Linked DNA regions of Mus musculus: all the other regions are linked to region 6. Evidence: chromatin contacts called from public ChIA-PET, HiChIP or PLAC-seq and promoter capture Hi-C data. All regions are on one chromosome and are shown on one strand. The core of a region is the stretch at or near the end of the contact, and the rest is flanking DNA. Distances in the headings are between cores, read along the strand shown.

Region 1 (3,682 bases), core at 819-3,318, 570 kb after region 6:
CACTTAAACATTTACACAGCTCTCAGATCCATGGGGAGAGGGAGTAGCATGCTGTGCACTGACTGCCTCCAGCCTTTAGTGTTTGAAGCATGGAGTGGCTGGATGGCCAATGCAAGGACTCTGTTTCACTCCCATGCACGAGTGGTACCTATTTATTTCATTTCATTTCGTCTTATTTTCCAAGCTGGGGACAGAATCCGGGCCTTTGTGCACCATAGGCAGGTGTTCTACCCCTGAGCCACACCCTCAGCCCCTCAATAGGGGATTCTAATCCATTGTTCTGCCACTTCCGGTACCCTGCGGAAAGGCTTAATTTATCTAGCAAGTCATAAACCTAGAACTTGCTATGGAACAGAAGAGGGCTTTGGACTCCCCATCCTCCTGCCTCCACCCACTGAAGTGCAGGGATGCTAGGCTTGCAAACAGTGACCCGCTTACTTATTTATTTTTGGGGTGTTGGAGACAGAACACAGGGCCCTGTGCATGAGAGGAAGTACTGTAACTAACACTGAGCCGCCTGCCTCCATAAACATCTCAATGCCGACATAAGGCACAATGTTAAACACAGCAAGGGAAACACTGTTCGCTCTTAGGGAGCTTATGTTTGGGTGTGCAATTTACACTTTTGTGTGTTTATTTTTTTTTGTTTTTAATTATGTGTAATTGTGGGTATGTGCATGTGTGTACACGGGCCCTTGAGGCTGAAAGGGTCAGATCCCCTGGGGCTGGACTCAGAAGTTGTCAGGTCTGTGGGTGCTGGGACATTCTGTTCTCTGCAAGAGCAGGAAGTGCTCTTGACCATTAGAGGCACCTCTTTAGCGCCTTTTAAAAATTTATTAATTTTAACTTTATACCCATGTGCGTGCATGCACGTGGGTGTGTACATGTACGTGGGTGTGTGCATGTGCCTCAGCAGCAGGCCTTGGAGGTCACAGGACAACTTGCAGGAATTGGTTCTCAATTTCCACCTTGTGGGTCCCAGGCAAGGCCTTACCCACTGACAACTCACAGCCTCCTGGAACTCACTCTGTAGACCAGGCTGGCCTTGAACTCAGAAATTCGCCTGCCTCTGCCTCCCGAGTGCTGGGATTAAAGGCGTGCACCACCACGCCCGGTTTTGTTATTCTTTTTTAAATGCATTTATTATTATTGTACATGTATCAGTGAATGAATGTAGGTGCAGCAATGCCAGTGTGCCCTGTGGAGGTCAGAGGCCAACTTTGCTTCCAGGGACTGACCTCAGGTCAGGCTTCCAGACAAGCCCTTTCCCCTCCCTGCCTAGTGGAGCTGGACAGCTGACCTTCTGTCACTCACTCTAATTTTGGATTTTTTTTTCACCCTGAGTTGTTTGGAGGGAAGGAGCCAACAGGATCATGTGATCCAGATTGGCCTTGAACTCTAAAACAAACCTCCTGCTTCTACTTCACAAGTTTGGAATTAGAGGCCCAAGCCACCATTCCATATTTTTGCAGTGTTGAGGATGCATGCTAGGCAAACACTCAACCACCTGCCTCCACATCCCTGCCTGTTGTTTTTCAGAAAGGGTCTTGAGCAGGCAGTGGCTTAAGGTTGCTAAGAGGACCCTGAACTCCTGATCTTCCCACCTCCCAGGTGGCAGATGCTGGAATGACAGGCATATGTGCCACAAAGCCCAGTTGGATCTGGGAGTTCTTACCAAGTCTTCTGTTTGGGGGGCTGGGTATGATACAGTGTAGGAATTTATTTCTTGTAGAAACACATAGTAGGTGCTTAATCTTGAATTGCTGAGTTCTCACATAGTAGGTAAGTGTGATTTCCTCCATTTCCAGGTCCCAAGCATTAGCCTGGCGCTAAGCCAAATGGAATACAGTTGTTTCAGTACTAGGTCACCTGGGTTAAGAGAGCTGTGACGTCACGCGGCCGTGACATCATGCCACGGCAGTTCTCACGAGTGGGGGTTGGGAGGAGCAGGGCAGGAGTGTGTGTGTGGGGGTGTGGACAAAGGGGCCCTGCTCTTCCCCCGTGCGCGCCCTGGCTAACTGGCGGGCCACATCTGGAATTCATTGCAAGTCGCCGCCGGAAAGAGGAGGAGAGGAGGGCGGGGCGAGCAGGGAGTTGGGGCCGGAGGCAGCGGCTCTGCCCGCCTCTCTCTTGTCCTGGGTCCCCAACTCCGGGACATAGACCGAGCACAGCCAACAGTCTCCAAAACCAACCACTGGCTGTCCCGGGGCGCAGACGCCAAGGCCACTCAGGCCAGGGCAGGGACCCCGGCCGGCCTAGCCAGGTGAGCGCGCGGGGCAGAGGGGAGGTTCCGATCTGGGCGGCCGCGGTTCACGGAGACCCTGAGATCCCAGCTGGGGGGCCCGGTCCGGGGTCAGGCGCTCGTACAGGCGTTGCACGCGCTGCTCCAGGCTCTGCTGCACCGAGGGAACAGATCATCTACCATGCGCCCCTGCCCACTACTCCAGGCAGCTCGCCACCTACTCAGTGGCGCACCCCCAGACTGAGCTCCCCGCCTTCCTTCGGGCAGGAAGTTGGCGCTGAAGAGAAAGGCGGAATCCGAGCGCTTTGAGCTGGAGACTTTGCAAGACTGGATGGGGGTTCTCAGGAAGCAGGGTTTGGGGCAGTGAGGTTGTTGGGGAGAGGTGCAGCATCCCTTCTTCTCTGTCTCCGGCTAGGATGAAAGGTGCTACGGACGAGCGAGCGGGGAAAGCTTTCAGAGTTCATGGGCGGGGTCCCCGGCGAAGGCCGTCGCCCCACCGCCTGTGAGACTAGTTTTTTGCCTCAGTTTCCAGTTAGTTGCCCCTCTCTTTCAGTCTCTCTTTCGGAAGAATCACTTTGTATCGAAGGAAAGGGACATTAACTGCAAAGTCCAGGTGTCTCCTTTTCCTAGCTCAGGGATGGGGCGTAGGAGTGAAGGAAGGCACGCGTGGCGTGGAGTCCGCGTTGTCGCGGGCTACACGGCGTTGGGACCTCGCCCCCCTCTAGAGCATGGGTTGACTCACCCGGGGATTTCCACCTCCCCACCCCCGTCCCTATCCTTGTTGTTAGATGCCCGAGGCGACACCCGCAGAGCCTACTGTCCCCTGCGGGGCAACATGGGAGCATCACTGAGGGGGGGGGAGGGAATGAAGTAGCTGTAGTTACTCTCTCCAGTGCCCCAGGAATCTGGATGTGGGGGGCCTCTGGTGGGGTGCAGAAATGTGGCCACCCCCTGTTGCTTTGTGCAGGATAGGGACATCCTGCGCGCGTGTCGGGGTCTCAGGAGAGAGAGATGGCGCCGCCCCAGCGCAAGCGAGTGTGGATACCACGCATTCCTCGGCCTGATAAGGAGCTGGAGAGTGCTGCCTGAGCCAGGCGGGTCTTACTGTCGCCAAGGAGACGCGCCCGGCTTCAGCTTCCTATAGTGGTAGGGTAGGGGTGCTGCCAGGAGATGTCCCCATGCTTTGCATGCGAACGAGCCCCCCAATTTCAGGCTCTTTCATTCATTCATGCGCCTGCCTCGCTTGCACCAAGCAAGAGAGGCTGAGGGTGAACTTGGTAGCTGGCCTCACACGATACTGTGGAAAACAAGATCATTTCCGATGATAAAGTCAGATGCTCTGATAGAAATTAGGGGTGGGCTGTGCTGGGTAAAATGCCTTATTTCTTTAATCCCAGTGCTCAGGAGACTGAGTTAAGGGGCATCTTTGTGAACTCAAGG
Region 2 (4,104 bases), core at 38-2,537, 510 kb after region 6:
GTGCGGCGCGCGCAGCGGAAGAAGCAGACCGGCTGGGTCTCAGGCTCTCGGATGTCCACCAGCTGCCGAGCCAGCCAGCGCAGACCCCTCTGGGTCCCGTTTCGGCGTAGCGAGGTCTCCAGGCCACCGCGCTCCGGCCGCGGACAGTTAGTGCTGCAGTTGAGCCACAGCGAGCCCCCGCGCTCCACGAGCGCCACGCGGGGCTGAAGGTCCGCCCAGAAAGGTTCTAGCGCGACCGCTGCCCAGGAAAACGCGGGCTCAGCCTAGGGACCCCATCTCTGAAATCTTAGTGGCCCCCATCTCCCAAACCAGGGGTGTCTGTAAGGACGAGGAAAGACCACCGCCAAGAAATAGCACGGGAGTCCCGCATCCCACTCAAGATTCGGGACTGACGCACTCTTAGAGGGGCGTCTCTGGAAGCCTTGCTGCCTATGGCAGAGATGGGGAAGCTCGGTGCAGGGATGGGGTCTCAGATGAACACATCAATAGTGAGGAGGAGGAGATTCCAATTTGGGGGGATGGGGAACCAAGTCACTCTTAAGACCCTGACAGGTCGTCAGGAAATGGGGGGGAGAGACACCGAGGCTGGGGGCGAAAGCAAAGTAGAAATGAGAGACTGAGTCAAAGGCTTAAAGGAGATTGTCCCCAAACTTGAGTAACTTGGACAGAAAGCCACAAGGTTAGATTCCGGGAAGGAACCGTGAGGAAAGCCCTAGAAAGCCGGTTGCCAGGGCTCCAGGTGGAGGGGAAACAGGGCCTCTGAGTTATGACAGTTGAGGAGATAGGGTCTTTGAGGATCATAAATAGGGATGATGCTAGTCTGTGAACCATAGGACACGACAGAGCAGGAGAGAACAGGAGAGCCACAGTGTCTCCTGAGCCAGGTTGGGTGCAAAACCCCGAATTCAGAAAAGGTGCTGGGTTCCGATCTGAAAGATCGAGGTGTGTTGGGGTGGAGGAAGGACAGGGAGAAGCCCGGAGCTCCAGGTGGTGGCAGAAGCGTGGGAAGCTAGAAGAGGGCGGAGCCTGGAGGGGACACCCGGGCCGCCCTCTCTGGTCCTTCAATTCCGCCCCCGCCTTATCCACCTGGCTCCGCCGGCGGGCTCTTCTTACCTGAGATGCCTAGGATCCCCAGGCCCAGGGCAGCCCAGAGGCCGAGGAGCGCTCGGCGCAGCCCTGGCGAAGGCCCCGGCATTGCCGCCGCTGCCGGGGAGGGGAGAGCACAGAAGGCGAGGGGAGCGCGAGTGATGGAGAGCGGGGCTGGGAGGACCGCGCAGCGCAGCGGGTGGAGTGTGGGGGTGGCAGAATTGCGCCCAGGGATTGGTTTAAACGTTGGTAACTTGGTTTCTAAGGAGGGGGCGGTGACAGAGGCGGTGATGGGGGGCGAGCTGACAGGAGGCGAGCGCGCACTGGGCTTCTCCAGGCCTTAATGCAGGCGAGCTAGCCAGGCAAGAGCGGTCCCCCGTGGGGGAAAGATCTACATGGAGGTCGGCCTAATGATCTAAAGCCTTCTGGGGGCGACCACGCTCTCCCGCGTCATCCCTGGCGAAGGAGGGAAGGGATGCTGAGAGGCCCTGCCCAAACACCCACCACCATAGGTATAGAGTCTGAGACAACGCGCTGGGTCTCCAAGCCACGCCCATCCTCGGTCCCTCCCACCAGCGCCTGTTTGAGCAAGGGTGGATGGAGAGGTTGCTTGTATTAGCTTGGGGAGTCAATAGTATGCAGGAAATGTGGTTCTAAGAGGAGAATGTGAGGATGCCTTCCTTAACTGAGGTTTCGTTTTGACCTCCAGCAGGCTAAGTATGGGAGCCACGCCCCTAAGACCTCCTCCGCGCACGCGGCGAAGGAAGAGGGGGATCAAGTGCCAGCAAGACTCGGACACGTGTGCGTGTGCGCAGCGTTCGCAGGCTTCTAAATTAGAGTCGACTCCGGCACCCGATCTTTATTTACCCAGAGTGCAGCGGGAATGTGTCTACAACGCTGTTGTGTGTCTAGTCTCTCAGCAGAGCTTCTGCGCCCTCCTCGCCAGGAGTGTGGCCGCCTCTACTGGGTAACTAGTGCGAGATTCTGCAATTCACGCTGGACCAAAAGATCAACTGGGGACACTTTGACCCCAGCTTTGACATCCCTCTCTACATACATACCAGACTCGGAGACAACAAGCACAACGCCAGGAAGCAAGTCTGTGACAGCTCACGTGGCCTGAACAATCATCTCTTAACTTGTTGCTATGCTAGATTTCCTATCTAGTTAGCCGCTTCCTCTACTACTTGAAGAAGGCCCCGCCTACTCGAGTGTTTCTACCTCCCCCCCCCCCCCCAATTAATGATAACCTTGGGGAATCAGGTCTAGCTCCACCCGCTGGCCTTCTCTAGTAACGCACAGGCTCCGTAGTGGAAAAGGAGGGAGGAGAAGGGAAACTTAGCCTCCAATCAGAGCTCCGGCCTGTATCAGCGGAGCCAATCAGAAAAAGCCATACCAAGAGTCAGCCCTGGAGGGGAGGTCAGTTTAGTCTTTCTGCCCCGCACAAATAAAGCTAACAAAACTCTACGCAGAGGAACTCGGGTTCTAGGACCCCATGCTGGCCTTGAAGGAGAAATTTCAAGGTGTTGTTTCCTCCAGTACTACCTCTAATCTACTAATCTTCAGCCCCTACGTAAGGAATTTGGAAAAAGTAAGGTACCTTAAAAAAGAAACCACTTTCTCCAAGAACCGTAAGGCAGAGACTGAGGAGGAAGACTTTATTGTTTCAATAAGAGTCTCTGAATTAATTACTCTGAAGTTCTTTTCCCCTCCCTCTTGTCAGGCATCGAAAACAGATCTATAACTAAGTCTGCACAGCCAGGTACTTGCGCACGTAGACAGCCCCCACAGCCAGGAGGATCCCCACCAGGGTTGCGATGGAGGTAGAGGCCAAGGCTATAGAGGCTGGGCTTAAAGCTGTGGGCAGGAGTGAAAATCAGGAACTAGGAGGTCTGAGGACCGCCAAGCGTGGAGCCCACGCCTGTTCTGCAGGCCCCCTTGGAGTGGCAACATCCCCTCTCCCGCACCCATTCCCTGGGATTACAGGATGCCTCACCGAGGACTGTCAACATAACAGGTGCCGAGCTGCTGCGCACCACTAGCCCGTCGAGATTGAGGCGCGCATGGCAGGTGAGTGGCTGCCAGAGGTCGTTGAGTCCGGCCCGCATCACGTAGGTCAAAGTGACATTAGCCAAATCTGAACCGGTGAAGCGCTCCAGGCTTTCATGATAAATCACTCGGCCACCTCTTCTCAGGCTCACCACCAAGAATCCCACTGGGAACACGTGTGTCACATAGCATCGCAGAGTGTACTTGTGGCCCACTAGGACCGGAGGCTCCAAGATCACGCTTCTGGGCCGTTCTAAGGCAAGAGAGATAAGGCCCACAGGCACCCCTTAAAGCAATTACCATCTATCCGCTTCCTCCACCCCTCTCCCCTCACCCCAGCCCGGCCTGAGCCCCGGTCTCCCTCACTGTAAGCAGTGATCCTGGCGGTGGCCTCTCGGGTTTCTCCTGCGCAAGTGACGACGCAGCGCACCTTGGAATTCCAGGCCCTCACATCCAGTAGCTGGTAAGATACCCAGCCGGATCCATTAACTATCTTTCCCTGCCGCAGTTGGGTGCGCAGGCTGGAATGCACCGGCAGGGGGCAGTTGTGGCTGCAGTTAAGCCACGCTGAGCCCCCGGGAGGCACGGCCTCTAGCTCTGGATTAAGACGCACCCAGAAAGGTGCTGAGGTCACGGAAGGCGCGGGAGGACTTTGCATCCACTCTTGCTGGGGGCTCCCACCCCTCGGATAGGCAGCCACCAGCAAAAGCGACGGGAGCAGAAGGGCAGACTCCATGGCACAAAGCCCGCGCTGAAGTGCGGGCGGAACGCCAGGGAGTTTAGGCTGGCCGCAGGAGATAAGAAGGCACCCTGGCCACGCCCCAGAATGGGCCTCGGCCGGCCCTGATGAAGATACCTGCCTCCCCTCCCATCAGACCCTACAATCAACCAAAAGCCATTGCACAGTTCTGGACCTGCTCTTTAGTTTTTACGTAAGCCCCAAGAAGTCTTTAAAAATTAAAAAATAAA
Region 3 (4,073 bases), core at 63-2,562, 520 kb before region 6:
GCCAAGGGAAATGTAGAACATTTATGTGGCACAGGGAGCTGGCTGTGAACTCATGGAGGTGCTCAGAGTACGTCACAGTGGTGAGACACAAACTCTTCTCCTAACAGTGACAGAAGGCCCTGTCTTCGCCATGTGCATGGCTGGTGCCCATGATCAGGCAACATTGATCAAGTGGATCCAAGGCTTGCAGGAGACCAACCCAACCCTGGCACAGATCCCAGTGGTATTCCGCCTGGCCAGGTCCACGGGGGAGCTCCTGACAACTTCAAGGCTGGAGGGACAGTCCCCTCCCCACAGTCCTCCCAAGGGGCCTGAGGAAGATGATGAGACCATTCAGGCAGAGCAGCAGCAGGGGCAAAGTTGAGTCAGATAGAGCTGGCATGAGGAGAAAAGACTGGGCTGGTATGAAATAATATGGAGAAAATAAAAAAATCAAAACCTCTTCCCTGGCCCTGTGGCTTCCCTTCGTATGTTCTGCATGGGCTCTTTTGGGTTTACCACCTTGGGACCCTTTTTTAAACTTGTCTTTTCAAAAATTCCATTTATAGATGGGCGTGGTGGCACACGCCTTTAATCCCAGCACTCGGGAGGCAGGCAGACAGATTTCTGAGTTCGAGGCCAGCCTGGTCTACAGAGTGAGTTCCAGGACAGCCAGGGCTACACAGAGAAACCTTGTCTCGAAAAACCAAAAAAAAAAAAAAAAATCCATTTATATATTTATGGTATGGGAGGGATGTGTGGAGGTCAGAAGACCATTTGCTGGAGTCTGTTCCGATATATGACCCTGTGAATCTCGGAAATGTAACTCAGATTGTCAAGTATGCCAGCCATCACCTTACCTGCAGAGCCGACTTGTTGGCCTTTAAAAACATCTTTTAAATGTATTTACCTTTATTTTATGTGCATTGGTGTTCTGCATGTATATATGTTTATGTGAGAATGGTAGATCTTGGAATTACAGACAGTTCTAGCTGCCATGTAGGTGCTGAATTTGAGCGCAGGTCCTCTGGAAAAGCAGTGAGTGCCCTTAACCAGTGAGCCATTTCTCCAGCCCTTTTGAAAAAATCTTTAATCACATTGCCGAAGAATTCAATAGAGAGGCAAGGATTACCTGAGTTTCAGTACCCAGTGCCTCTACCTCCCAAATAACTGACTTGTCAACAGAACGCACTTCCATGGCCTGGGCCGGACGGACTACGCGCATGCGCAGCTATGGCTAGTTGTCCCCGTTTGGCGCCGCGGGCAGAGAAGACCCTGTGAGAAATCTCCCGGCGGCGCAGACTAGGCGCGCCACTTCCGGTCGAGGCTCCTAACAACGGGGGAGGCCGGTAACCAGGGAGGGGGGGATGGCGGAGCGGGCTCCAGAGCCCGGGGCGGAGGCGGAGGCGGGCGCAGGCGGGGAGGCGGCGGCAGAGGAAGGCGCGGCAGGCAGAAAGGCGCGGGGCCGGCCGCGGCTCACCGAGTCGGACCGGGCCCGGAGGCGGCTCGAGTCCCGGAAGAAGTACGACGTGCGGCGCGTGTACCTGGGCGAGGCGCACGGCCCCTGGGTGGACCTGAGACGCCGCAGCGGCTGGAGCGACGCCAAACTTGCCGCCTACCTCATTTCGCTGGAGCGTGGCCAGCGTAGCGGTCGCCACGGGTAAGGGGGCGCGGGGCCGGGAGAGGGAGGGAGGGAGAGAAGAAGCCGGGGGAGGGACGAAAAGGGCAGCGGCCCCGCCCCCGGAGCGTGAAGCCCCACCCCCGGGCCGCCTGGCGGCCCTCGGTCTCGGGCTTAGGCAACCCAGACCCCTCACGCGCCTCCTCGCGGCTCCGCCTCCGACCCATTGACTACCCAATGCAAGCCTGTGCCCCACCCCTCTGCCCGCCTTCGGAAGCTCCGACTGGCCCGTCTGAAGAGTCGACCCGCCTCCACTGGCCTGGCCTGGGGCTGGCTCTCAGGTGTAAACCTCCAAAGGTGCTGGGCACTCTGATTTTCTGCGTATGAGTGCCTTGCCTTCGTGGATATATGTGTACCACGTGCATGAACTACCTGCAGAGGTCAGAAAAGGGTGTCGGATCCCCAGAAACCACCATTGTGAACCACCATGTAGGTTGTGGGAACCAAACCCGGATCCTCAACAAGAAAGCAGCCTTAACCCAGCCACCTGTTTCAACAACCTTGTCAGGGTTACTTGTGTGCATCCTGAGTGCTGGGACTAAAGGCATGTGCCAGGCTTGGTGTGAGGGCACTTTTATTCTTGTGTATGTGTGCGTGTGTGGTGTATGTAGGCCCACATAAGGAGGTGGGAAGACAGCTTTGCAGAGCTAGTCCTCTTCTACCACGTGCCCTCTAGGGATCAGACTAAGACCATGAATGGTTCACCACGCTGTAGTTGTCAGACCTATTGGTAAACTGTCATGTGCAGCTTGCCACACTGAGAAGCAGGCTCTGAAAGTGTAGATGGCCTCTCCTGTTTGAGACTCAAGCATGTCTCTCTCAGTGTCCTCCAGGAAGAGACAAGGACAGCAGAAGTGCCCAAGAGTAAAAACCCCATGCCCTTAAGAACAGCTAGAAGGTGGAGCATTTCCAATAGAGGTTACTCCTGCTGTCTCACAGTGCAGGTGTCCACAGTGGGAAGACAAGCTGGATGCTAAGCCATGGAGGGAAAGCTCACCCTGGGACTCCAGCTGTTGCCCCAGCTTCCCCAGCCAGTAGCTGCATGGTGTGAACACTGGATTGGATATTATCTGTCTGGTTTGCACAGACAGTTCCAGCCAGCCAGGGCTGCATAACGATACTCTATCTCAAATAAAATACAAAATGAAAATAGAGAGCATAGAAAGGGTTTGGCCCATAGTAAGGGTTCAGGTGTAGCGTGTTCTGCTCTTGTCTGCACTCATCTGTATGAATGATTCTTTAAGAGTTGATTCTAGGCCCTGAAGAGGTTGGATCAGTAGTTAAGAGCATTTGTTGCTCTTTCAGAGGGCCTGGGTTTGGTTCCAGTCACCAGCATTGTGGTTCACAACCATCTGTAACTCCAGTTCCAAGGGATTCCATGCCCTCTTCTGACCTCCAAGGGCATCAGGCAGGTGCAGAGACATGAATGCAAGTAAAAACTTATGCACATGAAATAGTAAAATCATTTTTAAGAAGTTATCCAGGCATAGTGGCACATGCCTGTAATTCCAGCATTTTGGAGGCAGATGCAACTAGAGCTTTTTGAGTTTGAGCCCAGCTGGGTCTATATGTTGAGTTCCAGGATAGCCAGGGCTACACAGAGAGACAGAGGTCTCAAAACAAAAACAAAAAACAAAAATACATTGATTCTTAGGGGCAATAACCAGCTAGGAGCAAGGGGTATAACTCAGTGGTGGAGTGTCTCATGTGTGAGAAGCTCTGGGCGCACGCTCTCACACACACACACACACACACACACACACACAACCCTACTAGTTGGGCATATGGCTCCATCAGTAGCTTGCCCATCCTTCATGAAGCTCTAGATTCTTTGCATATTTGTAATCCCAGCACTTCAGAGGAAAGTGTTTGACACATGGTAGTGGAAGGACGCTCCTCCCTCAGGTTATCCTCTGCCCTCCATACACAAGCACTATGGCACATTCCTTACCCTGTAAATAAATGAGTTAACACGTTCTTTTTAAACCAGGAAACCTGGACACAGAAGCATGAGTGGTAAGGGTAGGCCCTGGGCAGCCAGGGAGGAGGAACCTGCAGTTGTCCTCCTGCTCTCCTGCCTGAGTGCTGGGCTTACAGGCGGGAGCTACCACATAGGTTTGTGTGGTTCAGGAAAAGGAAACCTGGGCATTGTGCACTCTAAGTATGTGCTCCAATATTTTGCCTTTTTAAATTTTTTTTTTTTTTTAAAGATTTATTTATTTATTTATTTATTATATGTAAGTACACTGTAGCTGTCTTCAGACACACCAGAAGAGGGCGTCAGATCTCATTACAGATGGTTGTGAGCCACCATGTGGTTGCTGGGATTTGAACTTCGGACCTTCGGAAGAGCAGTCGGGTGCTCTTACCCACTGAGCCATCTCTCCAGCCCCTACTTTGCCTTTTTGAAACAAGG
Region 4 (3,972 bases), core at 913-3,412, 580 kb before region 6:
TCAGTGGTTAAGAGCATTGACTGCTCTTCCGAAGGTCCTGAGTTCGAATCTCAGCAACCACATGGTGGCTCACAACCATCCTTAACAAGTGTCTGAAGACAGTTACAGTGTACTTACATTAAATAAATAAATAAATCTTTAAAAACAAAGCAAAACAAACAAACAAACCAAAACTGTAGCGATCAGAAGAGAACTTTGTGCAGATGTTTCTCTCCCTCCGCTTTGACATGGGCTCCAGGGACAATCTCAGGCTCCCCTGCAAAGGTCTTCCCAATCCTCTCTGCTTCCATGGCGTTGTGTGATTGTGTAGTGATTGTGAACATGTGTGTGTGTGTGTGTGTGTGTGTGCATGCATGCACGCATGTGCGCACTGTGTGTGTGTGTGTGTGTGTGCGTGCATGCATGCACGCATGTGCGCACTGTGTGCGTGTGTGTGTGTGTGTGTGTGTGTGCGCGTGCATGCACGCATGTGCGCACTGTGTGTGTGTGTGTGCGCGTGAGTTTCCTAAGGCTTGCTTACAGGAGCATGGGAATCTCACCACTGAAGAAACTGCCTCTCCATCCTTCGGTACCTGTTAACTACCGGCAGGTCTCTAGGAGTGTGTAGATTTATTTATTCTTTTCACTTGTGCAGGTGCCTGTGTGAGTCTATATGCACACAAGTGCAGGTGCCTTCGGAGGCCTGCAGAGGCATCAGTTGACCTGGAGCTGAAGTTACAGGCAGTTGTGAGCCTCCCCGCATGTGTCCTGGGAACCAAACCTGGTCCTCTGCAAGAGCAGTGTACAGTTATGAGTGCACTGGGCTATGTGAGAGATAACCACTGGAGCAGTGTACAGTTATGAGTGCACTGGGCATGTGAAAGATAGCAACCCCTGGGATTATGTTCTTTTTCTCAGGAATTCATTTTTTGGGGAAGTGTATTTTTTAGACAGGATCTCACACTTTAGCCCAGGCTGACCCAGTCCTCCCTATTTAGCCCAGTTGTCTCAAACTCACTCCAATCCTCCTGCCATTAACAGACATGATCTACCACACCAGGACTCTTTAAATCTTTATTACATTTATTTACTTACTTATTATTGGTAGGGCAACAACCCGGATGTGGAGGTCAGAGGACAACTTTTGGGAGCCGGTGCTCTCCTTCCGGAAACCTGATGGAACTCAGGCTCTCAAGTCTTGCCAGAAAGTGCCGCTCTGAGCCATCTCGAAGGCCCATCGCCAGACTTTATTCTTTGGGATTCCTTTGTTGTTCTGTTTAGGTTTTGTTTTGGTTTTAGAGACAGGGTTTCTCTGTGTAGCTGTGGATATCCTGGAACTTGCTATATAGATCAGGCCGCCTTTTAACTCAGAGATCTGCTTCCGCCTCTCGAGTGATGGGATTAAAGAAGTGAGTCCCATTCTGGCCCAGCTTTATTTTGTGGAATTCTAAGGACAACCTATTTATTTATGAATGAGACAGTCTCAGGTCTTGAACTTGCTATGGAGCTGAGATTTATCATGAACTCTTGACCCTCTGACCTCCACGGCCCAGGGTTACACTGCGCACCTGGTGTATACCGGCCTGCGTCTGTGACCTAGGGCTTCGTACGTGTTGGCACGCACTCTACCAACTGAGTCACACCCCAGCCTCCCTGCAAACCGGCAAAATTTCTTGTTTGAAATAACAGGAAAGACCTGCAGTGTGCGGAAGAGGATGGCTTTGCTCCGCCCCTCTGGGTCCCTCTCTGCCTAAATTCCTTCTCTCCCGATCAATCTTGAAGGCCTGTTTTACAGGTGGCTGTTATCTGGCACAGATAGCTCAGTCAAATCCCCTCCTCCGCCCCCCCGCGCGCCCCAAACCCACTGCTGGGATGGAACCCGAGCCGCTCTGGGGCCAAGCAAGCCCTCCACCGCTGACCTGCCACCAGCCTGGTATCTTCTCACCCATTTTAAAGACCGGGAGACCGAGCCTGGCTCAGTCCGGGGCTGGACCTCCCCTGCGCGGCCACCAGAGGCTGTGAGCACCCCAAAAGTCGAAGGCAGGTGGTATTGAAATCAGGTCCCGGGTCTCCCTTAACTCCTGGGACTCTGAACCTTGGAGGCGAGGCGCCAGGTAATGGCTGAGGCAGGATTGGGGCGGGGAAACCGAGGCACCCGCCCTCTGCAACTCTGGACTCTGTAGGGCAGGCAGGGAGCCGTGGGCGAAGGCTGGCCCGCGCCGCCTCTTCCCAACTCGTGCAGCCCGGAGCGACCCGCCGCGAATCCGCAGCTCAGTTGGGTAGCACAGCTTGTCCTGGACCCACCGCCAAGGTGAGACTCGCCCGCCAGGCCCTTGCTCTGCCTCCCACGGGGGAGGGGGTCTCTGTCTGTTGGGGCCACCCCACTTCCTTCCTGTTCGCCTCTACTGAGAGGTGCGAGTGGGGAATGCAAGGCAAACTCTTCGCTGGGTGACCTGGGGTGAGTCGCTGACCCTCTCTGAGCCTTTATGCAAAGCACGGAACGAGAGATTCCAGAATCCGAGCTTGCAGGGACCGGAGGGGTTGGTGGTGAGTGTTCAAGGAAGGAGTCTGGAAAGATTGGGCGGCTTGTGAAGTTAAGGAGGGAGGGGAGGAGGTGGGAAGCTGGCCACACCCACCACAGCGCTGGGCTCTGCGGTCGAAACAGCCTGCAGCTGACTGCTGTAGGTGCCAAGGTCAAAAGGCTACAGCCAGCCACGTGGTGTGTGCCTTCTGGAAGTTCCTTAGGCTGGAAACCGGGTGTGGGAAAGGCCATGGAAGAGTGTGGACAGAACTTCCTGGAAAAGGCAGTTATTGCTGCTGTTTATGATGGCGAGGGGGAACTCGGAGACAGTCCCACACTTAGATGACTCCAGATACACAATTTGCACTAGGACTTACAAAACACAGAGGAGACAGGGGGCTGTTACATGGGCGCCACAGAGGAATTATTTAGGCCTGTAATTCCAACACTTGGAAGTGGCTCATCTTTGGCTACCCAGGGAGGAAGTTAGGGATAGCCTGGGCTTCTTGAGACACTGTCTCAAAACAAAAACAAAAAAAAAAAAATAATTGGAGTGTATGTCACAGGCAAGCCACTGAGGTTCCCATGCTAGAGTCGAGACACCCACCCAGAAAAAGTGACAGCGAGTTACAGACAGCCAAGGGTGTGAAAACACAGACGTTCAGCCTAGAACAGCCTCAGTGCAGTGAACAGTCAAACTCGGGACCTACAGATGCCCAGTACACATTACCATCAGACCCTGGCTGACTGTGCTGGCTTCGAGAAACTTTTCACGGCTCAGTCTGGCCTGGGTGCCCCCGCCCCAGCCCCATTTCCAGTTCTGGGGAAGTCCAGTGCTCACATGACCCAAGGGGAGGGCTTCTGGACAATCCTCGGAGAAAATGCATCATCTTTCCCAATGATGCACTTCTGCCCCAGAGAATAAAGACTCGGTGATCACCGCTTTTGGTCCAGGAGCTTAACTGCCTCTTGCAGCCTCTCTGACCACCTGTGCTTCCTCCAGGGTAAGTGTCAGAGGAGCGAGGTGGAAGAGGCCTGTGGGGGCCACCTTCCCAGCTCCTCAGCTCCTTGCAGGCCCAATTGCTACTGGTGTGTCTGTGGAACTGACGGCTGTAGATGGCTAGGGTGTGTGTGTGTGTGTGTGTGTGTGTGTGTGTGTGTCTTAAGACCGGTCTTATGTCTTTATCTCAGACTTTCTGTTTCCATTTTTCAAACTTCCCAATGTAGCTGAGGCTGGCCTTGAACTTCTGGTCCAGTTGCTCCACCTCCATGGTAGTGCCTGAGTTTATAGGCATGCACCGTGAGACCAGGCTCAGCGGGCTAGTCTTTCTTTGCTTGGACCAGGGTCTCGCTCTCTGTCCTCACCAGAGACTCTGAACTCCCTCTCTTCCTCACAGATGGATTCATGGGTGGTGCTGCTGGGCCTACAAATCATATGGCTCCCACTCCTGACCCACGGTACAGCCCCCACT
Region 5 (3,628 bases), core at 499-2,998, 540 kb after region 6:
TAGATGTCATTTTTTTTAAATCATGTTAATAGAATTTACTTACTTTTTTAAATGATTATTTATTCATCTTATGCATATGAGCACACTGTAGCTGTCTTCAGACACACCAGAACAGGGCATCAGATTCCATTACAGATAGTTGTGAGCCACCACCATGTGGTTGCTGGGAATTGAACTCAGGACCTCTGGAAAGCAGTTAGTGAGCCATCTCTCCAGTACTTAGTATTTTTATTTTTATTTTATTTTATTTTTTTTAAAGATTTATTTATTTATTATATGTAAGTACACTGTAGCTGTCTTCAGACACTCCAGAAGAGGGCATCAGATCTCATTACGGGTGGTTGTGAGCCACCATGTGGTTGCTGGGATTTGAACTTCGGACCTTCGGAAGAGCAGTCGGGTGCTCTTACCCACTGAGCCATCTCACCAGCCCAGTATTTTTATTTTTACTTATGGTGTCATGTAGCCCAGACTGGTCTGGAACTCACTATGCAACCTTGACCATTAATTTCTTGATTCTCTTATTTCCACCTCTACAGTGCTGGTGGGGTTAGAGGTGTGGGTTACCAGGACATGTGTATGCTATAGAAGGGAACCCAGGACAAGGTGCATGCAGGCAAGCCCTCTAACAGTGCACACCTCCAGCCCTAATAAAAAACACTTCTAGAGAATTTTCTCTGTTGTGGATTAATCTACCTAGTCGTCACACAACTTCTTTTGTTGTTGTTGTTGTTGTTGTTTTTGTTTTTGTTTTTTGAGACAGGGTTTCTCTGTGTAGCCCTGGCTGTCCTGGAACTCACTTTGTAGACCAGGCTGGCCTCGAACTCAGAAATCTGCCTGCCTCTATCTCCCAAGTGCTGGGATTAAAGGCATGAGCCACCACCACCCGGCTGTCACCTAACTTCTTGAGGTCTGACAAAACGGAGACCCAAGCACAAGAGAGCAAGGCAGGATGTAATAGGTCAGGGTGACAGCAGGGTTGAGTCATTCGCCTTCCAGCCCTGTAGCAGCGAAACTGATCACCCCTTTTGTCAAGTGGAGAAACCACGGCAAGTTCCTCCCATTGCACCCTGCACTCACCGAGGCGCCGTTGCAAACACGTCGGGGTGCAGCTCCGCCAGGCCGATGCGCTCCTGCTCAAAGCCTCGGAGAGACTCGACCCAGGCTTGCACCGGACGCCGGTGCACTGGGATCCGGAGCTCACACTTGCGCAAAACAGGATCTAGGAGACCTGGCGGGGGGTGACAAATGAGCGGTCAAGGGTCAGGATCAAAGCTCAGTACCTTCTGTGCTATCTCCCCCCACTCTGTGTGTCAAGGTCCCGGTCGTCTCACCAGCGCTATCTCGCGGCTCTGAAATCTCGGCCGGCCGCTCCGCGCCTTCCGCTAGAGAGTGGATGACCTGGAAAATGACAGGCGGGAGTTAGAGGTGCTCTCGGAGGTTCTCAACCTTTGACCTCCGGCCTTGACCTCAGCTCAGTGCCCTACCCGGGAGCCAGAGAGTCGAAGCGAGGCCCGGGAAGCGGCCTGGAACAACCGCAGCATCTCGGAGGACCTCTCGCAGCGCCGAGGTCGCTGCGGTACGGACGCTCGCGGCGGTGGCTGATGACGTCGTATGTGCGCCGGGTACGTCACGAAGGCGATTCCGCCGCCATCAGCGCCAGGTCCCGAAGCCTGAGGCTGTGGATCAGCTCCACTTGACAGCCGGAAGCCCCGACACCGGAGAGCCAGAGCCGGGTGCCGGGAAGCAAACCCCAGAGACGCGGTTCTCTTTTAACCAATGAACCTCAAGTATTGATGGAGGGTCCGCCCATACCTGGGCGGTACCTGGCTAATAAGCGTTTATCTTTTTTATTGAACGTGGATGAGCCTCCTGCTACACTGCGTATTTTGCCTACATTTTTTTCCTGTGTCTTTCTCTCCCTTTACCATTATTGATATGAATTGACTTTTGTCTTTTAGAGTAAGGGTCTCACTCCTGACTCACCCTATGCAGCGCAGGGCGACCTCGAACTCAGAGAGATCCACATGATTCTGATTCCTGAGTACTGAGACTAAAGATGTGTGCTGGGCTGGGCCGTGGTGTTGCATGATTTTAATTCTAGCACTCAGAAGCAACACTGCAATTCGAGGCCAGCCTGGTCTATATAGTACATAGTGACTTCAGAGTGAGACCCTGTCTGGAAATTAAGAAAAAAATTTTAAAGGTGTGTGCCATGTCCATGTCATGTGGCTATTTTTCGCTTTTTCAATATATATGTATTTTAATTTTTTACTTTTAAGAAATATTTTATTTATTTTATACATATAAGTGCTCTGTTTGCATGCCTGAAGAGAGCATCAGATCCCATTATAGGTGGCTATGAGCCACCATGTGGTTGCTGGGAATCGAACTCGGGAAGAGCAGACAGTGCTCTTAACCACAGAGCTATCTCTCCAGCTCCTATTTTAGTTTTCTTAATTTATTTTTGTGTTTGAGTGTGGAAGTAAGAAGACAACTCAAGGGAGTTGCGATTTCCTTTCACTCTGTGGATAGAACTCAGGCCATCCAGTTTGGTGGCAAGCCACCTAACCAGCTGAGCCATCTCAAACGCCATCCTATTCTTTTGTAAACAAGGCTTCTCTGTGTAGCCAAGGATGACCTTGAGTTCAGAGTCTCCCTGTCTGGCTTCCGGAGGTCTGGATTGCTGGTTGTCTGCACCGCTATGCTTACATGACCAGGTGAATCTAATTTTATCTGATCTTCCCTCCCCCTCTCTTTGGTGTGTGAAGGGGTCTGATTTGGCTGGCCTTGAACTCTGTGTAGTCAAGAGTAACCTTGAATTTCTGATTCTTTTTTTTTTTTTTTTTTTTTGAGACAGGGTTTCTCTGTGTAGCCCTGGCTGTCCTGGAACTCACTCTGTAGACCAGGCTGGCTTCGAACTCAGAAATCCGCCTGCCTCTGCCTCCCGAGTGCTGGGATTAAAGGCATGCGCCACCATGCCCGGCTGAATTTCTGATTCTTCTGCCCCCCACCTCAAGAGTCCTGAGATTATATGTATGTGCCACCATGCTGGTTTATTTAGTGCTAAAGATCAAGATGTTTGTGCAGTTTAGGTGCCCTAGCAGCTGAGCCATCTCTCCAGCCCCTATGGGGTTTATTTATTTGTTGAGAGAGAACTCCAGTATGTAATCTTGAAATCCTCCAGCCTCCTCTTTCCAGATGTGTTTGATTCTTTAAATGAAAGTCCTGCCAGAAAGCTTTCAGTATTTCTTAGATTCTCCAGGGCTGGCTATATCCCTCTGAAATCCCTCCTATCAGCCCTGTGTCCCTCCACTCACATCTAATCCAGGATCCTGCCCCCTGTCCTTCTAGGACTCTCCCAGGGCAGAGGGGAAAAAAAAATTACCTCATGAACAGATCCAGATCACCTCACTAAGAACCTCTCCAAAGATAATTGAAAGAGTTTATGGTTTGTCTCTGTTCCACACTTGACCTTCAGGGGGTGCTGAGAGCTTACACCTGGCTCACTGCCATCCACTATGAGGGCTGGACAGAGCTTGGACTCTGGTCTCTGAGCCAACCTCCTTTTCATCACCTGGATAATGGGAAAATTGTGATTCTTTTGTAAATGAGGAGTACAAAGGGT
Region 6 (3,634 bases), core at 946-3,445:
CATTTATACGTAGTCCATTTGTAGAGGCATGTATGTATATGTAATTCTGTATAACTCTCAACATTGTCATTATTTGGGGAAGGAAAGCGTCAGAGACTCTCAAGTAATAAAGTCTGGCTTGAACATCTGTCTTTTGTCCACCTCACTTGTGCTCTCTTTTCTGAGGACAAGATCTCACTTTGTAGCCAAGCAGCTCTTAAACCGAGATCCTCCTATAGCCAGGCATGGTGGCATATACCTTTTATCCCAGCATTTGAGAGGCAAAGGAAGGAAGAGCTCTCTCTCTGAGGCCAGCCTGGTCTAAATAACTAGCTCCAGAACAGCCAGGACTATGCAGAAATGCCCTGTCACAACAAGAACACAAACTGTAAAGTCTCCTCTGTAATAACATTAGCTTCTAATAGATGAAGCTGGGCGTTAGAGACTATGTGGGAAATAACAATTCTGTAAATAAGCTCTATAAAAACGGTGTTTTTATCAAGTTCATTTAAACAACCCAAGTTACCTGAACTTTGTCTTGGTGATTCAGACAGGATTTGCCCATGTCACCCACACTGTACTCAAACTTTGAATCCTCCTGCTTCAGCCTATAAAGTATTGGGACCACAGGCTTGTCCATCACACCCAGGTCCCCAGAACACTTTCCAGGTAAGCCCTGGTACCCTGGCTAGCCAAACACCACTGGCTTGCTTAGGGGTCTGTAGTCCTAAAGAGCTTCGTTCTTTAGTCTGTGAAATTCCCCTTTCTCTCGTGTGATCAAGGAGACCCCAGCTCTGCCCAAGCCCCCAAAGGTGCCCCACACTTGGGAACCAGACACTTCTTTCTCCTGTGTGTTTCAAAGTCAAGGCAAAGAGAGGAGAATCAGTCTGAACAGACTGCTACACACATTTCCCTTTCCAACAACACCCCATTACCAAGGAGTAGAAAAAAATTCCCACAGGTTAAAATCGATCCCATCTTCCTTGGTGGCCCCTTAAGAGCATCAGTGAACGAAATCCTGGGAGACAAAGACCAGTGAAACACAAGAGCAAATCCATCTGAGGAATCCGTCAGAAGAAAGAGTAGCAAGAGCAAGGAAGAATGAAAGGTGGAACTACAAAGCTGGGGGGGGGGGTGCACTTCGAAAACACACTAGTGATCCCCCCCCTTGTTTTCCCCACTGAAATGTCAGTTTTTGAAGCAGCTTCTGATAATGTCACCAGCTTCTCACGTTCTTAAAAAAGACAGGAGGCGCGTGGCGAGGGAGGTGGCTTGTTACCTCTTGACTTCTAAAGCCGGCCATCAGCCAGCCGGCCTTCCCCTCTTCCACGTTTCCATGGGGGATGGGCTTGGGAATCTCTATCAGGAAGGGCTCTGTCCTAAGTCCCAAAGTTTACCCACCCTGGTGGGTGTGTGGGTGGGGGATCCCGAATCCCAAGTCCTCCACAAGGGCGGCACCCAGTCTTCCCGGTGTTACACACTGAAAACCACTTTTCAAATGTCCGTGTGTGAGGAGGATGTCCCCTGAGATGAGATCCACAAACCACACCCGCTCAAGAGCCCTCCCAATCACTCCCTCTCTCCAGTCCCCTCTACAATCCCCCCAGAATCCTCGGGGCCCCACTTCCTGCCACGCGCCCCCCTACCCCACCCGCTGCAAATCTCAGGCCCGCGACTCTTATTTCCCGCGCCCCTCTTCGGGCTCCAAGGTCCCCACGCACACCCTCTCTGCTATCTCGCCCGCGGGCAGCAGGAGCCGCGTGTACAAGCTCGGCCCGAGTCCCCCCCCCCCCCCAACCCTCCGCCGCCTGCCCCCTCCCCGGGCGCCCGCGCCGCCGGCCTCGTGCGCCGCCGTCCCCAGGGTGTCCCCAGCACTCACGGCTGTAGAGGGCGATGCCCGCCGCGTCTGGTCCGGCGCGCACCTCAAGGCGCAGCGCCTGCTGCTCCGCGTGCCGCTGGATCTCGCCGTTCGCGTCGCCGATAGTGAGGAGGCGGGCGCCCGGGAACACAGACACTGTAGCGCAGGGCCCCGCGCCGCCCGGGCCCGCCACCCCAGCGCTCCCCGCACCCGGCCCCACCGCCGTCGCTGCCGCCGCTGCCATCTTAGGTCCGGCTCCAGGCCCCGCTGCCACCACGGCCACCGCCACCGCCGCACCCGGGCCCAGGCCGCCGCCGCCGCCGCCGCCGCCGCTGCCGCCGCCGCGCAGGCCGAGGCCGAGGCCGAGGCTGGCAGCGCGCCGCCTGCCGGCCACGCGACGCCTCGCCGCCGCCGCCGCCGCCACGGGCCGGCTCGGTGGCGCAGCGCCCCCTCCTGGCGCCTGAGGGAGCCGGGCGAGCGCAAGCACGACGGGGGTGGGGCCGGCCCCACCCCGCGGGAACGGTCGCTGCTTTGTGAGGTGGCTGAGCCTCCCGGGCAGGCCGGGTGAAGGCGCCTACGTTGGGAGGCGGTGCCCCGCAGTATGACACGCCCCCAGGGATGCTAAGCCCCGCCCCGAGGCAGCGTTGTGCGAACCGAGGCGCTTTGTGCCACCGCGCACAGCTCTGGAGAGATGGGCAGGGCATGCGTCGGGAGGCGGTGCTTAGCCTTCCCGGCACGCCCCCGGAATGATCAGGCGGCCCCACCCCCCGCTCCGGGCCGGCGACCGGTGATCCACGGTGATCCACAGCCCTTTGTACCACAGGGCGTTTCAGGAGGCAATGCTTGGCCGCTCGGACACGCCTCTGGGGCCAGACCCACCCACAGGCCGGCAGCGAGCGAACCACCATGCTTTGTGCCACTGTGAGCATAGCTCAAGAAAAGTGGAGAGGCGTGAGTCGGAGAACTAAGAAGAAACGCCTCCTCCAGGGCTGAGCTCCGCCCCTAGGCTGGCGTGCTGCGTACTCCCCCAGTACTCTTGGGGGTGAGGCGTTTGTCAGAAGGAGGCGCTCAGCTACTTTATACACCCGGAGGAGGGCTGGCTCCGCCCCCAGGAGGGACGGTTACTAGCAGAATGCAGACGGTGCTCTGCATCTTTTTGTCAAGGGACGGTGTTCTGATCCACGAAACCCTCCCTCGGAGAGTTCGGGCCCCTCCGGGCCAGTGTCCTGCAAACAACCTCTCCTGAGCTTGAGGAAAGACAAGAACCGTTTCCAAACCCAGGTGATTCGGCCACGCCCCCAAGTTAAGGTTCCGCCCTGTACGTTCCCAGGTAAGCTCCGCCTTGATCCCGTCCCACTGGTAAGAAAAGGCCCTGTGATAGGTGTGCTCTGGTTTGCAGGCTCGCACCCAGCTGGGGCCCCTTCCCATGCTGCTCTGGGATAAAGGCTTTTCAAGCCGCGCTCCAGAGCTTGGCCTTCACAAAGAACTTCAAGGCAGTAACTTTAATTCTTTAGCTTCTCCACTAGGACCTCTCCTTTTCACTAGTTAACTCTCAGGTCCCCCAGTGAACTCACAGTGGCCAGTCACTTGTTCACTTTTGCTGGGCCTCTTAGAACTCTAATTTACGTACCCCCTCCTGGGCCTCCGCAAGACTCACAAAAGACTCAACCCTTTCCCAAGTCATCCCTCCCATCTAATGGTGCAAGCACACAATCTCAGGCAGCCAGGACCCACAAAGTGAAGAGTAAAAACGCACTCTGCTGGGCAGTGGTGGCACACACCTTTAATCCCGATGCT

The links. Promoter capture Hi-C pulls out the DNA fragments that hold promoters and counts their contacts. ChIA-PET counts read pairs in DNA pulled down with a chosen protein or histone mark. HiChIP or PLAC-seq counts read pairs in DNA pulled down with a chosen protein or histone mark.
Region 1: a promoter capture Hi-C map of liver shows a contact between it and region 6, with 6 times the contacts expected there. The contact joins the promoter of S1pr2 here to the promoter of Carm1 in region 6. A contact is called at or near these places in 5 of 39 promoter capture datasets (cranial neural crest, hippocampal neurons, liver and 1 more) and 3 of 115 datasets of contacts at active chromatin or transcription factors (bone marrow-derived macrophages, embryonic stem cells and memory CD8 T cells).
Region 2: a contact with region 6 is called in an H3K4me3 HiChIP or PLAC-seq map of embryonic stem cells, with 8 times the contacts expected there. The contact joins the promoter of Icam5 here to the promoter of Carm1 in region 6. A contact is called at or near these places in 2 of 39 promoter capture datasets (liver and neural stem cells), 5 of 484 Hi-C or Micro-C datasets (B cells, CD4 T cells, CD8 T cells and 2 more), 7 of 115 datasets of contacts at active chromatin or transcription factors (embryonic stem cells, epiblast stem cells, large pre-B cells and 3 more) and 2 of 9 other capture datasets (liver and pancreatic islet).
Region 3: an RNA polymerase II ChIA-PET map of memory CD8 T cells shows a contact between it and region 6, with 59 read pairs. The contact joins the promoter of Zfp653 here to the promoter of Carm1 in region 6. A contact is called at or near these places in 4 of 39 promoter capture datasets (hippocampal neurons, liver and pre-B cells), 4 of 484 Hi-C or Micro-C datasets (CD8 T cells, embryonic stem cells and rod photoreceptor) and 4 of 115 datasets of contacts at active chromatin or transcription factors (astrocytes, epiblast stem cells, memory CD8 T cells and 1 more).
Region 4: a contact with region 6 is called in an RNA polymerase II ChIA-PET map of memory CD8 T cells, with 45 read pairs. The contact joins the promoter of Acp5 here to the promoter of Carm1 in region 6. A contact is called at or near these places in 3 of 115 datasets of contacts at active chromatin or transcription factors (T-cell acute lymphoblastic leukemia, embryonic stem cells and memory CD8 T cells).
Region 5: a contact with region 6 is called in an RNA polymerase II ChIA-PET map of memory CD8 T cells, with 16 read pairs. The contact joins the promoter of Mrpl4 here to the promoter of Carm1 in region 6. A contact is called at or near these places in 2 of 115 datasets of contacts at active chromatin or transcription factors (memory CD8 T cells and microglia) and 1 of 9 other capture datasets (liver).

Annotation. Positions count from the first base shown.
Region 1 is chr9:20,975,179-20,978,860 of GRCm38.p6, reverse strand. S1pr2 (sphingosine-1-phosphate receptor 2) reads left to right here and starts at 2,068. Exons shown (of 2, transcript NM_010333.4): 1 at 2,068-2,263.
Region 2 is chr9:21,029,221-21,033,324 of GRCm38.p6, reverse strand. It overlaps Icam5 (intercellular adhesion molecule 5, telencephalin), which reads right to left and starts at 1,287. Exons shown (of 11, transcript NM_008319.2): 1 at 1,114-1,287; 2 at 1-238. The coding sequence starts at 1,195. It overlaps Mir1900 (microRNA 1900), which reads left to right and starts at 997; the gene lies at 997-1,074. Icam4 (intercellular adhesion molecule 4, Landsteiner-Wiener blood group) reads right to left here and starts at 3,893. Exons shown (of 3, transcript NM_023892.3): 1 at 3,502-3,893; 2 at 3,083-3,388; 3 at 2,729-2,943. The coding sequence starts at 3,871. The coding sequence ends at 2,831.
Region 3 is chr9:22,068,615-22,072,687 of GRCm38.p6, reverse strand. Zfp653 (zinc finger protein 653) reads left to right here and starts at 1,312. Exons shown (of 9, transcript NM_177318.3): 1 at 1,312-1,639. The coding sequence starts at 1,347. It overlaps Ecsit (ECSIT signalling integrator), which reads left to right. Exons shown (of 9, transcript NM_001253897.1): 9 at 108-442. The coding sequence ends at 364. Gm16845 (predicted gene, 16845) reads right to left here and starts at 1,686. Exons shown (of 3, transcript NR_040407.1): 1 at 1,524-1,686.
Region 4 is chr9:22,130,055-22,134,026 of GRCm38.p6, reverse strand. It overlaps Acp5 (acid phosphatase 5, tartrate resistant), which reads left to right and starts at 2,162. Exons shown (of 5, transcript NM_001102404.1): 1 at 2,162-2,290; 2 at 3,898-3,972. The coding sequence starts at 3,898.
Region 5 is chr9:21,000,857-21,004,484 of GRCm38.p6, reverse strand. Mrpl4 (mitochondrial ribosomal protein L4) reads right to left here and starts at 1,748. Exons shown (of 9, transcript NM_023167.2): 1 at 1,488-1,748; 2 at 1,335-1,401; 3 at 1,081-1,231. The coding sequence starts at 1,544.
Region 6 is chr9:21,545,455-21,549,088 of GRCm38.p6, reverse strand. Carm1 (coactivator-associated arginine methyltransferase 1) reads right to left here and starts at 2,195. Exons shown (of 16, transcript NM_021531.6): 1 at 1,859-2,195. The coding sequence starts at 2,081.